Linked DNA regions of Mus musculus: region 1 is linked to region 2. Evidence: chromatin contacts called from public HiChIP or PLAC-seq data. All regions are on one chromosome and are shown on one strand. The core of a region is the stretch at or near the end of the contact, and the rest is flanking DNA. Distances in the headings are between cores, read along the strand shown. Region 1 holds the start of Gm884 (predicted gene 884). Region 2 holds the start of Arhgap27 (Rho GTPase activating protein 27).

The links. HiChIP or PLAC-seq counts read pairs in DNA pulled down with a chosen protein or histone mark.
Region 1: an H3K4me3 HiChIP or PLAC-seq map of embryonic stem cells shows a contact between it and region 2, with 4 times the contacts expected there. The contact joins the enhancer-like site here to the promoter of Arhgap27 in region 2. A contact is called at or near these places in 4 of 39 promoter capture datasets (the 3T3-L1 cell line, 3T3-L1-derived adipocytes, hippocampal neurons and 1 more), 2 of 484 Hi-C or Micro-C datasets (cerebral cortex and myocytes), 5 of 115 datasets of contacts at active chromatin or transcription factors (bone marrow-derived macrophages and embryonic stem cells) and 1 of 9 other capture datasets (pancreatic islet).

What each region holds. Positions count from the first base shown.
Region 1 is chr11:103,609,306-103,616,538 of GRCm38.p6, forward strand. It overlaps Gm884 (predicted gene 884), which reads right to left and starts at 5,434. Exons shown (of 14, transcript NM_001033434.2): 1 at 3,572-5,434; 2 at 614-685. The coding sequence starts at 5,307. Within about 2 kb of position 1,741, at least 3 of the 459 cell types and tissues checked have an H3K27ac peak or open chromatin away from gene starts, as enhancers often do. A contact at or near this core is called in embryonic stem cells, where this site is marked.
Region 2 is chr11:103,358,870-103,365,615 of GRCm38.p6, forward strand. Arhgap27 (Rho GTPase activating protein 27) reads right to left here and starts at 4,823. Exons shown (of 18, transcript NM_001205236.1): 1 at 4,400-4,823; 2 at 3,338-3,465; 3 at 1,378-2,049. The coding sequence starts at 2,031. Plekhm1 (pleckstrin homology domain containing, family M (with RUN domain) member 1) reads right to left here. Exons shown (of 12, transcript NM_183034.2): 12 at 5,406-6,746.

The DNA.
Region 1 (7,233 bases), core at 491-2,990, 250 kb after region 2:
CCTCTACACATGTGAAAGAAAATTTTAAATATCATGAAGTGAAAACAAGAAGTTACCAGATGTTATCATTTATGTAAAAGTGATAAGGAAAGCAGAGACACTGTTATTTTCTATATGCAAATGTGTCTGATGGATATATACCAATTTAGAGTAGTGGTTACCTCAGAGCTGAGGAATTATGGCACAAGGAAGGTTTCAATATCCCTCTTACTTAACTACTAACCACTAAAAATGACATCATAGACTATTCCTGTACTGCAAAACAAATCTGCCTCTTATGAAACCCCACAACATTAAAATTAAAATTTTTGCCTGCACTAGTAAGGTTCCAACTCATGGTCTCGTGTACTAACACTGAACCACACCCCAGTCCTCATGCAACTTACCAGGAAAATGCAATCAATACCAATTTCTTTATTTAGTGAGATTAGAACTCCCTCTCTCTACCCTAAACCTTCCATGTTGAGCTATCAGAAATTTACTGGGTTGCGCAGAGGAAATGTCTTTCCTCAGACATAGTCACCTCAAAATCTGGACCAAAAAAAGGCCTTAGTGCACTATTTTGCATAATATTTGGAGAGAATATATCTATGCACACACACACACTACTCACAATTTCTCAGTCCAACGGTATACCTTCCATACATTTTTGTCAATGAAAGAAATATCATTTCCTTTGAAATTTCTGTGGAGAAACAGTTGATATAATTGAATAATAGGAAAAGAATAAACAGAATCAGTAAAAATCCTAACACCTTCATGGAAGTGCTCGATGCAGAATGAGGGACGCCACCAACTTTATGATTCCTGAATCTATCAGTCTCTGAGGAAGCACAGTTAAGAACGCCTGACTACTGGTGAGATACTTCCTCAAAAGGTCAACTTCTAATCTGACCCACCTTTTGGTTAAAAAGGAGAGTTAATTACTAAGTATTTTTACTGTGTCTAAATGAATTCCTTCTTTAAGCCCATAAAAATATATGTGATTTAAAATTTAATATGGTCATTAAAATAGGCAAATTTTTAATCACTATTAACTACTAAGAAACCATATTAGTAATACCAAAACTTTGCTTAAGGGCTGTCTGTTGAAGCCTGTGTAGGTGTTAGAAAGATGAAAAAATTATAACTAGTGAAAGAAATGTACTGGTGTGGAAATAGTTCTCAGACGTGCCACGTAAGGAAAAGACACAAAATCACTGTGAAAGGAGTTTTAGCTCATCTGTGAAAAACACAAATGAAATTGCATTTTGCACCCCAAAATCCAAGTGGGATTTATGTTATGGATGGTAGGGCACAGAAGAAGAGTGACAAGGTCTATGGAGTGAAGTGTATAAATTATCTTATAAACCTTGTATGTTTTGTTTCCATTTTGCATGTGTGCATGCAGAAGCCCAAGTTTGACGTTAATGGTTATCCACACTCACTCTTCTACTTTACTGAGACAGGGTCTCTCAATCAAACCTAGACTCTTGCCGATATAGTACATGTGTCAGCCAGATTGTTCCGGTAGTATCTAGCTTTCAAGCTGTAAGGTAGACTGTCAACACTAACCTGTCATTTACATGAGATTCTGAGGATCTGAACTGTAATCCCCATACTTGCAATTTGGACATGTTAACAACTGAGTGATCTACCCAGGTGTCCCACTCCCCCCACCCCATTTCCAGCCCTAATAATGGGATGGAGGGCATTGTGTGTGCTAGTCAAGCAATCTACCACTAAGCTGTATTCCTAGCCCTTTTGTCATCCTGAGAAAGTATCTTACCAGTACAGTCTAGGCTGGCCTTGAGCTTGTGATTCTCATTTTTCCCTAGTGCTAAGATTATAGGCACATGTCACCAAAAAGGCTTCCATGACATTTCAAAAATGAGAATCTATACATGAGTGCCACATGCTTAAAAGAAGCTATTAAATTTAGTTATGTTCAGTTTCTTTGTTCTTTGACTCACTTTGAGTATTTACCCTTCGTATGTTCTTACTTCAGTGAAGACTTTCTTGCTCAGTTTGAACATATTTTTTTATGTTAGAGAAGAAAAAAATCTTTTCACTTGATAGTGAACATCTCCTCTCACCTAAGCTAATTTTATGTTCACCAATAAAGGAAATGCCTACAACTGAACTCAACCCCCATGCTGCTCTCATTCCTGACTGCTGAGTCCATCTGTTAAACTGTCTTCCTCATCTTCATCAAGGCAAACTGTGGGCTCATTTTTTTTATTATTTTGAAATGAGCTCTCACCTATAAGCCCTGACTGGTGTGGAACTCGCTCTGTAGACCAGACTGACCTTGAACTCACAGAGATCTACCACCTCTGCCTCCTGAGTGCTGGGACTAAAGGCAGCATCAGTTCTCAACTCTTTAATCAGTCACTAAATCCTCTCCTCTCCTACTCTGTGGAGATTCAGGGTTTCCTTCCCACTACCAAATGGCCACAGTGGCTCAGTTCTCCCTCACTTTATTCCTAAATTTTGCTAGATCCTTCTACATGGTCATCGAGAATTAAGCTTTTCCCCTGGATCACTCAACACATGGGTGCTAAAATAATCCTATATCTGAGTGTTATGACACATGCCTATATTTGTTATTTAAGGGGCTGAGGCGGGATGATCATGAAGTCAGGACCAACCTATACTACATAGCAAGGTTCTGCCCTCCATTTAATAGTTTTTCAGTAGTTCTTGGAAATGTTCTATGGTTCTCTATAGCATACTGTGACTTTCAAACCACTAGAGTTGATATTCAAAGTATTTCATAATATGTCTCATTGCTTTCTCTTTGCTGGTAAGTGATTCCACTAAATCCTTATTCTTGTAGCTATGCCTTTACTTATGCTGTAATCCCTATTTTTACTTTATTTAAAAAAACACTTTGGGACAAAGGTTAAGATTTAACATAATATTCCCCCTTTCCTTGTCTAGTAATTCACATTCCAGAGAAAAACTTCATACATATATAGCTCCCATACTTCTTAGCCCTGAGTAGTGCACACAATGAATGTAAAATATAGAAAGCTAAGAACAAGAATGAGCTCTGGACAAAACTGAGAAATTTCAAAGTATTAACACCTAGCACTCATATATGCTAAGAACTAAGATAAATATTCCATGTATTTAACTAAGACTCACATCAGCCCTATGGAAGAGTAGCTATCAGACTTCCCATTTTACGGGTTATGAAGTTCATTCACAGCTAAGAATTCTTCCTAGAGTTGAGGAGCTACCACATGAAAGATCTGGGCTCCAGCCTCAGGAGTCCAGCTCTGCAATCTACGCTAATCAGTCTGTTACATCTTCACTAATGAAATAAATTATAAAGAGGGTGTAGTGAAACAGAAGAACGGACGTTAAGCAATGAATACGGAAAAAGAAAATTATAAATAAAAGTTTGGGGAAGGGGCACTGAAGTAAGAAGGAAAGTGAAGACAATAAAAAGCTGACAAAGCCAAGGTAAAAGCAAAAAGTCAATTGATGGGAGCTGGGGTGACAAGGAAGGTCTGGGAAGGCTTTGAGGGAAAGGTTGCCATGTCAGGCAGAATGTAAAACAGAAATAAGAAAAGGTGAGTCTTACAAGATAACAAAAGTGTCATTGTAGGTGTTGGGCCTTGGCACAGGCACTTGTTGGAGTCTCCATTTTGGGCTGAGATGAACACACAACAGTGTCTCATTTTCACACACGCAGAAGTCACATATTTTGGTGTAATTGTAGGCACTTTTTTCTATAGTTAAATCATTTTCTGTACTAGAATTTTCAGAATATGGAGTTATGGTAGATTCCATTTTCAAAACTTGAACTGTAGGGCTTGAATGTTTCTCAACCTGATCTGGAGATAGACTTGTTGTACCAGGCCACTTCGGAGTAAGAGCTGTAGTCTCTGGGGCTTTAGAATGTGTAATCTCTGGAGAAGCAGCTGTAGTTGTTGAGACTCCAAAATGTGTAGCCTCTGAATAAAGACCTGTAGTTGTTGGGACTTCAGAATATATAGCCTGTGGATAAGGAGCTGTGGTTGTTGGAACTTCAGAATGTGCCGTTTCTATAGCTGATAAATTTGAATGTTGAGTTTCAATATAAACTGAAGTTAAAACTATTGTTGGATAATACTCTACAGATTGGGCTACAGTCTCCACAGGTATCTCTGAAGGATGAGCTGGAGTCTCCATTATGGAAGAATGTTTAGCCATTGTATTAGGTTGTTGAGTTACAGAAAAATTTGAGTGCAAATGTGGCATTGGGACTTGAAGATGCATTGAAGAAGGAACTGTAGTCTCATTCAAAGTAGTAGAACGATAAACCTCGGTAGTGGAGCCAGAGGATTCAGAGAGCCCTAGGTCTAAAGGTCGATATGAAACATTGGGTGTTACATACTTAACATTACCTTCAATTATAGATGAAACCACTAGCTCTTTATATTCTAGAGTTTGAACTACACCCTCTTTAGGTGATTTGGTAATCTGAGTTGGGGCCTCCTGCACAGGTTTAGATTCCATAGTTTTAGGAAAAAACAGATCTAGATCAACTACTGTTCCCATTGAAGGTTCTGCATTGTGAAAGAGAATCTCTTCGGGCTGATGTTCTTTACTCTCCTTCACATTTGGTGGTTGCTGAGCCTGTCCAAGAGAAGGAAAAGATATGATGATTTCCTGATCCAAAGGCTGTAATGAAACATTGGGTGGAGTTGTAGAATCATCTTCACCCCCAAATGGAACTGGAAGCAAGCCCTCTTTATATTCTAAAGTTTGCGCTATAATCTCTTTAGGCAATTTTGTGATCTGAGATGGAGTCTCCTGCACAGGTTCAGATGTTGTAGTTTTGAGAAAAAACAGATCTGGAGGTTCAACTATCATTCCCAGGGGAGTATCTGCATAATGAAGAAAAATCTTTCCTGGTGTATAGTTTTTAGTCTCCTTTGGATTTGGAGGGTGATGAGTCCAACCCGGAGGTTGAGAAGATATGGTGAGTTCCTGATCCAAAGGCTGTAATGATATATTGGGTGGTGGTGGAGACTCCGCTTGACCCTCAACTGGGACTGGAGGCAACCTCTTCTTATATTCTAGAGTGTGAGCTGCAACCTCTTTAGGTGATTTTGTAATCAGACTTGGAGTTTCCTGCACAAGATTAGATTTTGTACTTTTGAGAAAAAACAGATCTGGAGGTTGAACTACCATTCCCATGGGAGGTTCTGCATAAGGAAAAAAATTATTTTCTGGTGTATGGTTTTCAGTCTTCGCTGCATTTGGAGAGTGGTGAGTATATCCAGGAGGCTGAGAAGACATGGTGAGTTCCTGATCTAAAGGCTGTAATGACATACTGGGAGGAGCTGGAGACTCATCTTGACCCTCAATTGGACCTGAAAGCACTCCCTCTTTATAGTCTAGAGTTTGACCTACAACCTCTTTAGGTGACTTTGTAATCTGAGTTGGGTTCTCCTGCCCAGGATTAGATTTTGAAGTATTGAGAAGAAAAAGATCTGGAGGTTCAACTACCGTTCCCATGGGAGGTTCTGCATAATGAAGGGAAATCTTTCCTGGTGCATAGTTTTTAATCTCCTTTGGATTTAGAGGGTTGTGATTCCAAGCAGGAGGTTGAGAAGATACGGTGAGTTCCTGATCCAAAGGCTGCAATGACATTTTGGGTGATGTGGCAGACTCATCTTGTTCTTGAACTGGAGCGGGAAGCACCACCTTTTTATATTTGAGAGTTTGAGCTGCAACCTCTTTAGGAGATTCTGAAATCTGAGTTAGGGTCTCCTGCACAGGTTTAGAATTTGTAGTTTCGAGAAAAAACAGATCTGGAGGTTCAACTACCATTCCCATGGGAGGATCTGCATAATAAAGAAAAACCTTCCCTGGTGTATATTTCTTAGTCTCCTTTGGATTTGAGGGGTTGTGAGCCTGTGGAGGAGGAAGGGAAGGTATGATAAGTTCCTGATCCAAATGCTGTAATGATATATGGGGTAGTAGTGAAGACTCAGCTTGACCTTCAACAGAAGCTGGAAGCACCCCTTTTTTATATTCTCGAGTGGGAGCTGTAACATCTTTAGGTGAATTTATAATCTGAGTTGGAGTCTCCTGCACAGATTTAGATTTTGTAGATCTGAGAAAAAACAGATCTGGAGGTTCTACTGACATTCTTATGGGTGGCTCTGCATAATGAGGAAAAATCTTTCCTGGTGTATGAGTCTTAGTTTCCTTGGGATTTGGGGTGTCACGAGCTGGTGGAGAAAGAAGGGAAGGTATGATGACTTCCTGATCCAAAAGCTGTAATGACATATTGGGTGGGGTTGGAGACTCAGCTTGACCCTCAACTGGAACTGGAAGCACCCACTCCTTATATTCTGGAGTTTGAGCAAGAATCTCTTTAGGCGATTTAGTCATTTGAGTTGGGTTTTTCTGCACAGAATTATATTTTGTAGTTTTGAGAAGAAACAGATCTGGAGGTTCAACTACCATTCCCATGGGAGGTTCTGCATAATGAAGAAAAATCTTTCCTGGTGTATGATTTTTAGTCTCCTTTGGATTTGGAGGGTGGTGAGTCCAAGCAGGAGGCTGAGGAGATATGGTGAACTCCTGATCCAAAGCCTGTAATGACATATTGGGTAGGGCTACTGACTCAGCTTGTCCCTCAACTGGAGCCAGAACAACCCCCTCCTTATATTCTAGAGTGTGAGCTGCAACCTCTTTAGGTGATTTTGTAATCTGAGTTGGGGTCTCCTGCACAGGTTTAGATTCTGAAGTTTTGAGAAAAAACGGATCTGGAGTTTCAACTACCGTTCCCATGGGAGGTTTTGCATAATGAAGGAAAATCTTTGCTGGTGTATGGTTTCTACTCTCCTTTGGATTTGGAGAGTTGTGAGTCCAAGCAGGAAGTTGAGAAGATATAGTGAGTTCCTGATCCAAAGGCTGTAATGACATATTAGGTGGTGGTACTGACTCAGCTTGTCCCTCAACTGGAGCTGTAAGCATCCCCTTTTTATATTTTAGAGTGTGAGTTGCAACCTTTTTACGTAATTTTTTAATCTGAGTTGGCGTCTTCTGTGTAGGTTTGGATTTTGTAGATTTGAGAAAAAACAGATCTGGAGGTTCAGCCACCATTCCTATGGGATGTTCTGCATGATGAAGGAAAATCTTCCCTGGTGTATGGTTTTTAGTCTCCTTTGGATTTGGAGGCTCCTGTGCCAGTCCACGAGGAAGAAAAGGTATGATACGTTCCTGATCCAAAAGTTTTAATGACAT
Region 2 (6,746 bases), core at 3,573-6,072:
AGCTGCCCTTGGAGACTTACATAGTGCTGGGTCAGGAGTGGTGGGGTTGCAGCTCCTCGCTTCTTAATACAGTGGAAGAAAGCCCTTGGCCAGACGCTGGGGAACTCAAGCACAAAGGTGCCATTCCCACAGCCAGGAAGGAGCTCGCTCGTGGGGGCAGCAGACACATTCCCAACATTACTAGGACTCACAATCTGGAAAGGCCCGGGAGTTCCCTAGAGGAAGACAGCCTGCTCAAGGGCGCCAGGGAACCGAGCGCGAACGTTTAGCCATCTATAGACCACAGGCGCCTGACCAGCTAGCTGGTGGGTAATGAGGACGACCATTGATCTGCTGCAGACACTCAAGCCCGCTGAGTGTTGTTCTCCGCAGTGCCCACAAGGGGGAGGGATGATCCGCGGAAACCTGAGCGCAGAGGCTCAGGGCTGCAGCGAACAGCGGATGGAACCCTAGTTACTCTACGTGCACCCGCTGGCTCCAAGTGCTTCCACGCCTCACTGCGTTTAAGGTTCACAACTACTTTATTCTTTGGGTATTGTTTACATACGAGGACACCGAGCTCGTCATCACGTGGCAGATGACCCAGCAGAGTCAAATTCGGGTTTCAGTAGCCTCAGAACCTGAACTCTGCTAGGAGGAACCCTAGCAGGGGCAAGGCCAAAGTAGTTGGCCCACGGGCTCGCACCCGGGCTCTCACCCGGGACTCAGTGCCTGAGAGAGGAAGGGAGCTGTGGATAATGCCACAGCGGGTGGCAGATGTGAATCATTTGGAAGCATCCCTTCTCCCTCCCCCCACCCCCCGCAGGCTGTCCCTCCCTTAAAGGCTCCAGAGGACAGGACTGAGAAAGAAGATTCCGAGGCTATAAAGAGTGTTAGAAATGCTGTTTCCAGTGTCTCAGATTAACACAATCGGATTCCGAAAGAGAAAAAGACCTCACCATAACTAAACTTGAAACAAGCCCATTAAGAAATTTTGTTTTTGTTTTTGTTTAAGGAACTGAAATATTGGAAGCTATGCTAAAGAGAAGCAGATGTCTGACTTTCACATCCACCATCTCATCTGACCCAACCTCCACCCTAAGTTTCTAGGGAAGAAGAGAGTCCACCTCTCCAAACTGTTCCTTACCGAGCAGGTGGCGTTTTAGGAACGTTATTCGGCGCATGCATCCGTTATTCGGACATAGGTTAGTTAACATCCCCGCGGGCTTTGGGGCAGAACTCTGTAGTAATCAAGCTCATTTGCATTTTGCATGAAAACGTGAATACTTAATAAGTGAGGTGGAGGGACATCCAGTGGCCTCAGTTAAAAAAAAAAAAAGCATCTAGACTCTGCTGGACTGTGACCTCCCTCCGGCCCCCTCGCTCGCAGCGACCTACCTGCTTTGGGCTCTCTGCCCGCGGAGGGCAGCGCAAGTCCGGAATGGCCTCGTAGACATTCTCCGAGTCGCTAGGCGCCAGGGGCCGGGGACAAACCCAGGAGCCCGCCACGCTGGAGGCCTTGAAGTGGCCCGCGCTGCCGAGGAGGCCGGCAGGGGGCGCGGTACCGCCGCGCGCCAAGTCATCCAGGGACTGCGCCGGTCGCACAGGCGCCGCGGGCCGCACGTAAAGGCAGGCGGGCCCTCCCGGAGCCAGGCTGTTGCGCTGGCCACCGGTGCGCTGTCGTGCAGGGCCACACAGGGAGCTGGCGCGGCCCCGGGGCTCGGCAGAGGACCCATCGGCGCCCACCGGGGTGCTCACGAAGCGGTAGTCGTAGGCCAGAGGTTCCGGGACTGCGGGGCGCTGCTGCGGTACGGAAGGCTGCGGGGCCGGGGCAGGGTCGCCGAGCGCGGGCAGCTCGCGTACGTACTGCGCGGGGAGGTAGAAGGGGCGACCCCCGGGCTCCCGCCGCACGTGCCACCAGTGCTCGGTGCTGCGGCGCAGCAGTCGGTAACGCTCGTTCGGTTGGATGGCGATGCGGCGCCCGTCTTTGCCGGTGTACTCGAAGGGGTGTTCCACCAGCACGTACACGTCCCCCTCGACGTCCGCCGCCATCGCGACCACCGCGCTTTTCTGCAGGCAACAAGAAAAGGAGCCGCCAAGGTCAGGACTGCGCAGCGGGGAAGAGCATGGAGTCCGGGGCTCAAAGACAAGGGTTCGAGTCCCGCTCCTGCCCACGCCCACTGCATTCGGGCTTCAGTTTTTCCTTCTCTGAAATGGGGACGTGGATAAAATCATCTTCAAAGTTCCCATGCTTAAGATTCCATTCTGTGTCGTTGATTGTGAGATATGTGTCTCCCTGTCATCCCTTGGTGAGAACTTGAGGGTGATATAGGAATCCAACTTTACTCTGGGGGAAACCTTGGCTTAAAGATTTGCGGTGACTGCAAGATAGATAGCACATTTGCCTGAAGGTTAGGGGAACCTCATCTTCCCGGTTGGCGAATTGGGAATTAAGGCCCCTTTCCCGTCGCTCTTCTGCCCCCCGTCTCGCCACACCCTGACGCCTCCAGCCTGCAGGGAATCCGTGGAAAGCTCTTAAGTACCCCCTCCCTTTAGGAGTTTGCCCTCTAGGTGGGCGAGATTAACGACGGGGCGCAGGCTCTAGGGCAGCCCCCAAGTTGTTCTACCTTAGAAGTGTCCCTGTCTTATTTAATCCGGTGATTTTGACGTAGGGGCTTGGACAGCTAAGGTTGGAGAACCGGTTCTCTGGGTTTCTCTTCCCTTTCCCAGTGGCTTCGTCGCACACGTGAACCGTGAAGTCTGGCCCGCCCATTAGGGCCAGCACCGCCCCCTGCACGCCAGCTCTTCGGCAGCCTCTTAAGAGGCTTCCTGGTCTCTTCACCTGCCTAGGGGTCCTTCCCTACAAGGAGTGCCTGTCCGGGGGGGGGGGGGTAGCTTCTAGGGAATGCATTGCAACAGTGTCACCAGGGTCCTCTAAATCTCTTTGGAGTGATCATTATAACGCGACCCCCCCCCCCCCCACCAATGCTAGTTTTGTCTGGTGCCTGGTGTGTGTGTGTGTGTGTGCGCGCGTGAACAATCCCAACTGTGTGTCTTCAACAAAGTGAAGCAGGTGGCCTACTCCGGAAGTACTGGTCACTCCAAAACCTTACAATGACCACTCCGTTTATTGCCCTACAAGGTGGCCTGGGGACCAGCAGCGGGGTGTCCACCGTCTTGCTAAGGCTGATTTCTTTTTTCAAGAGTTCCTTGATGATGGAAGGGGTGTAAACTTAGTCACTGAGCATCCTGACCCGAGAGATGGTAAAATGGCAGACCAGAGCTGGCCGAGCAGAATCCTAGAAGTGTGTACCCTTGGGTTACGCCCCCTTTCCCAGGACCCCAACCGTGCACTCACGTTAGCTGGGAGGATCTCAGGCTGCCCATGGGCGGGGCTGACGGAGGGAAGCAGACTAGGCCTCTACCATATCTGTGGGAGGGACTTCCAAGGACCGAGACTGAAGAAACAGCGCGAAACAGGAGACACTGGGAGGAGAGGCGGAGACCGACACTTAGTAGGGCTGTTCCTAGTCCCCAATACAGCTTGTCTGAGAGGATGCGGAGAAGCCATAATGTCTGTGCTGGAGCCCTTGAGGTCTCCAGGAAAAAAAAAAAAGGCATGGGGAAGGGGCTGAGTGGAAGGGGTGCTGATGGATAGGCGAGCAGAGCCCAAGAGTCAGTAGGCCCTGCTCCCCCCCACCCCCTCAACGCTCAGAGGGGTTTGTTGTCCTAGAGGACCTGGCGTTCCGCGGGCGCGATGCTCTGGGAATGCCCGGCGGAGTTGGCTGTCTTGTCCTGGCATGCACATTCCGAGCGGGGCCTTTTGCTCCCTGAATCACGAACTGTGAGCCCTTCACAGCAAGATTAAGAGCACTACCCATTCCGGGAGCACCTCCGCCCTCTGAGGCTCTCTCTGGGAGCAGCCTGTCCGGGCCTGGAAAAACTAGAGTCCCTTTGCAGGGACGCTCACAGACAGGGGAGTGCTGTGTCTCCGGTTGTGTGACAAGAGGACCTGTGCCTCAGATCCTTCCATTATCTGGGGTGAGCGAAGAGAAGGGGAGGGATGCGAGAGCGGTGAGGAAGGCGCCCTTAGCCAGTAGGTCTCCTGTATCTTCTGCTCCCGGTCGTCCCTAGCTATAGCGTCACCAATATCTAAGTCAGCACTGGGGGACTTCGGCTGGTTCACCTCTCGCCCCCAGACAGAAGGCAGCCCTACACCTAAAGCTCCTCCCCGGGGTTTGGGCCTCCGGGCCCTCCTCCAGGTTCGCACTGCTCTAGCCCCAGTGCAGCGAGAAGGGCAGGCGGTGCGCGGGGCTCTAGGGTGGGGACGGCCACCTGGGGGCACCTTTCCCGCCCTCCCAATACTCAGCGCCATCCTCCCCAACGCCATTCCCCCCTCAGTCCAGCCCGGCCCGGGCACCTTAGAACTTTCGCCCGCTGGCCTAGCTTCCACTTGTCCCGGCAGACGCGCGTGGGGTCCGCGTCCGGAGCTGCCTGCTCCACAGCCCTGCTCCGGCGATGCCCTGTTTCCTGTTCAACAATATAACCGGCGGAGAGCGCTCGGCAGAACTTCCTCCCAAGCCGGGACTGGGCTGTGCTTGCAAGAGACAATCCCCGGTGTCCTGGCTTCCTGTCCCCTCTGGGCCGGGCCAGCGCTCTAGGAGCAGAGACGCCACCCTCCCCCCTCTTCCCCAGGATCCTGGGCCACACCTGACTGTCTCCGGGGAGGAGGCGGTGGCAGGGCCTGGATGGAGATCTGCGGGGGAGGCAGTTTCTCTCAGCTTCTGACCAGATTAGACTCCCACTGACCCTCATCCTTGTCGGAGGAAGTCACCGGCCACTCTGCAGGCGGCCGAAGTGCAGTTGCGGGATCCTCCCATTTTGGAAACTACCTGCCTCTTGGGAAAGCAGCCTTAGCACTCTGAGGTGTGCCTGTGAACACTTCTGACAAAGGCAAGACCCAGTTTTTATTTTCTCTGGCTTCCAAGAAAGAGTGGGGTTCAACTAGATGCTCCATTAGGGGCCGCTGAGCAGAGAAGGGAGCCCCCCACCCCCACTAGGCCGATGTTCCTCTAGTGTCGCAGGGCTAAGGGTTCAGCTGGACAGCCCTCCACCAATTCCTTTTTCCATATTTTGACTTGACTAGTTTTGTCCACTAACAAGTCCACACTGAGGTGGGTATCTTAGGATCCATTAGGGAAGGCACAAAATGAAGGGGTGAGCTCTTTCCCTCCACTCTACCTTTGTCCTTTCCTAGTTGCCCTAGTCACTCTGCCAGCCAGCCAGGTCCTTGTCCATACAGCAACCTGATGCCCAACTGTGCCACAAGCTAGCCTGTATAGACATGGGAGTACCCATGAGTCTCAATTTACTCCCATTACATGCTTGTGGGGACGGTTAAACGAAATAGACACTAAACACAACGATGGTGAGCGCATGTATTTTATTAACCTGTTCCTTTCATTATAGGAGGCACTTTCTGGGGATGAGAACTCCAGTTTGCCCATCCCCCTCTAGACAGGGGAAAGGGGAAACTGCCCTCAGAGGCACTGTGCTGAAGGTGGAAAGACAACCAAAGACAGCAGCAGCAGCAGCGCAAGTGCCAGGCGCCTCCCCCGGGCCTGCCACCCCCAACCTCCAAATCCAGTTCCTCTCCCTTTGCTCTGAGCCCTGAGAACCTGCCTCAAAGATGGCCAAGGAGCACCCACCCACTGGCTGAGGGCGCTCAAGGCCAGGAAACGAAGCCCTGGATGTTGTCTTTTTCTGTCCCATTTTTCTGCAACCTGGTTTCCCTAGGAATTAATCTGTTTCCTTCTTTTGTCCTAACAGGGGCAGTGGGGGGTGGGGGTGTTTGGTGGGGGTGGGGGCTTCTCCTGGAGCTCCTGGGGAAGGCTAGCAGTAGACAGGCCTCTGGAGTCTTTAATCCGTGAGTGTAGGTGCCAGGGCCCGGTTTCCTTGTTTGCCTCTCTCCATGCCCAGAGTCCTGCTTTTACAGGGTGTGTGTGTGTGTGTGTGTTTGAGAGAGAGAGAGAGAGAGAGAGAGAGAGAGAGAGAGAGAGAGAGAGAGAGAGAAAGGCACCCACCTGCGCCCGCAGCCTACATTCCCTCACTTACCTCTTCTCCCTCGCTGCTTGGTCAGGCAAGTGTGCTCCATGGACCCTGAAATGCTCAGTGCATAGGACTAAGGGGAGCCAGGTAGTGTTTCCCCAGAGCCAAATGATTGAGATTCAGAAACAAGACTGCTTAGAAAGGCCAGCTCTTTACTGCAAAATCACTCAAATACCACACAGCAGCAGTTTCTCCTCTGCACTGCCAAGGCTCACTTGTCAGAATATTGCATAAAATAGCATTTTTTCCAATAGTGTGGGCACTGCTGAGGTTCACGTGAGCACTCTTCTGGTGGGGGCAAGTCTCTCACTTGAGCAGTCAGTCAGTCGCTTAGTCAAGGACAGGGCCAGCTCTTATGCTCGCAGCCCAGACACTGGGAGGGCTCCATCTCCTAGACAGGTTCTGGAATACCCTCATGTGACAGGCCCACAGGGGACAGACTCTTGCCCATTCAGGATCCCAAAACAAGGAAAGGAGGCTCTGATCAGGTTGTAGTTTGGGGGACGTGTTAATGCTAGCTCGGGGGTGCAGATAGAGATACACTGGGTGGTTCTGGGGGCTTTGGTGTTTCAACCACTGGTGAGCGCTGTCTTCCATGACGGACAGATGAACTCTTGGCAGCCTCTGCCATCTGCCTTCCTACTCCTATGTTTTATTGC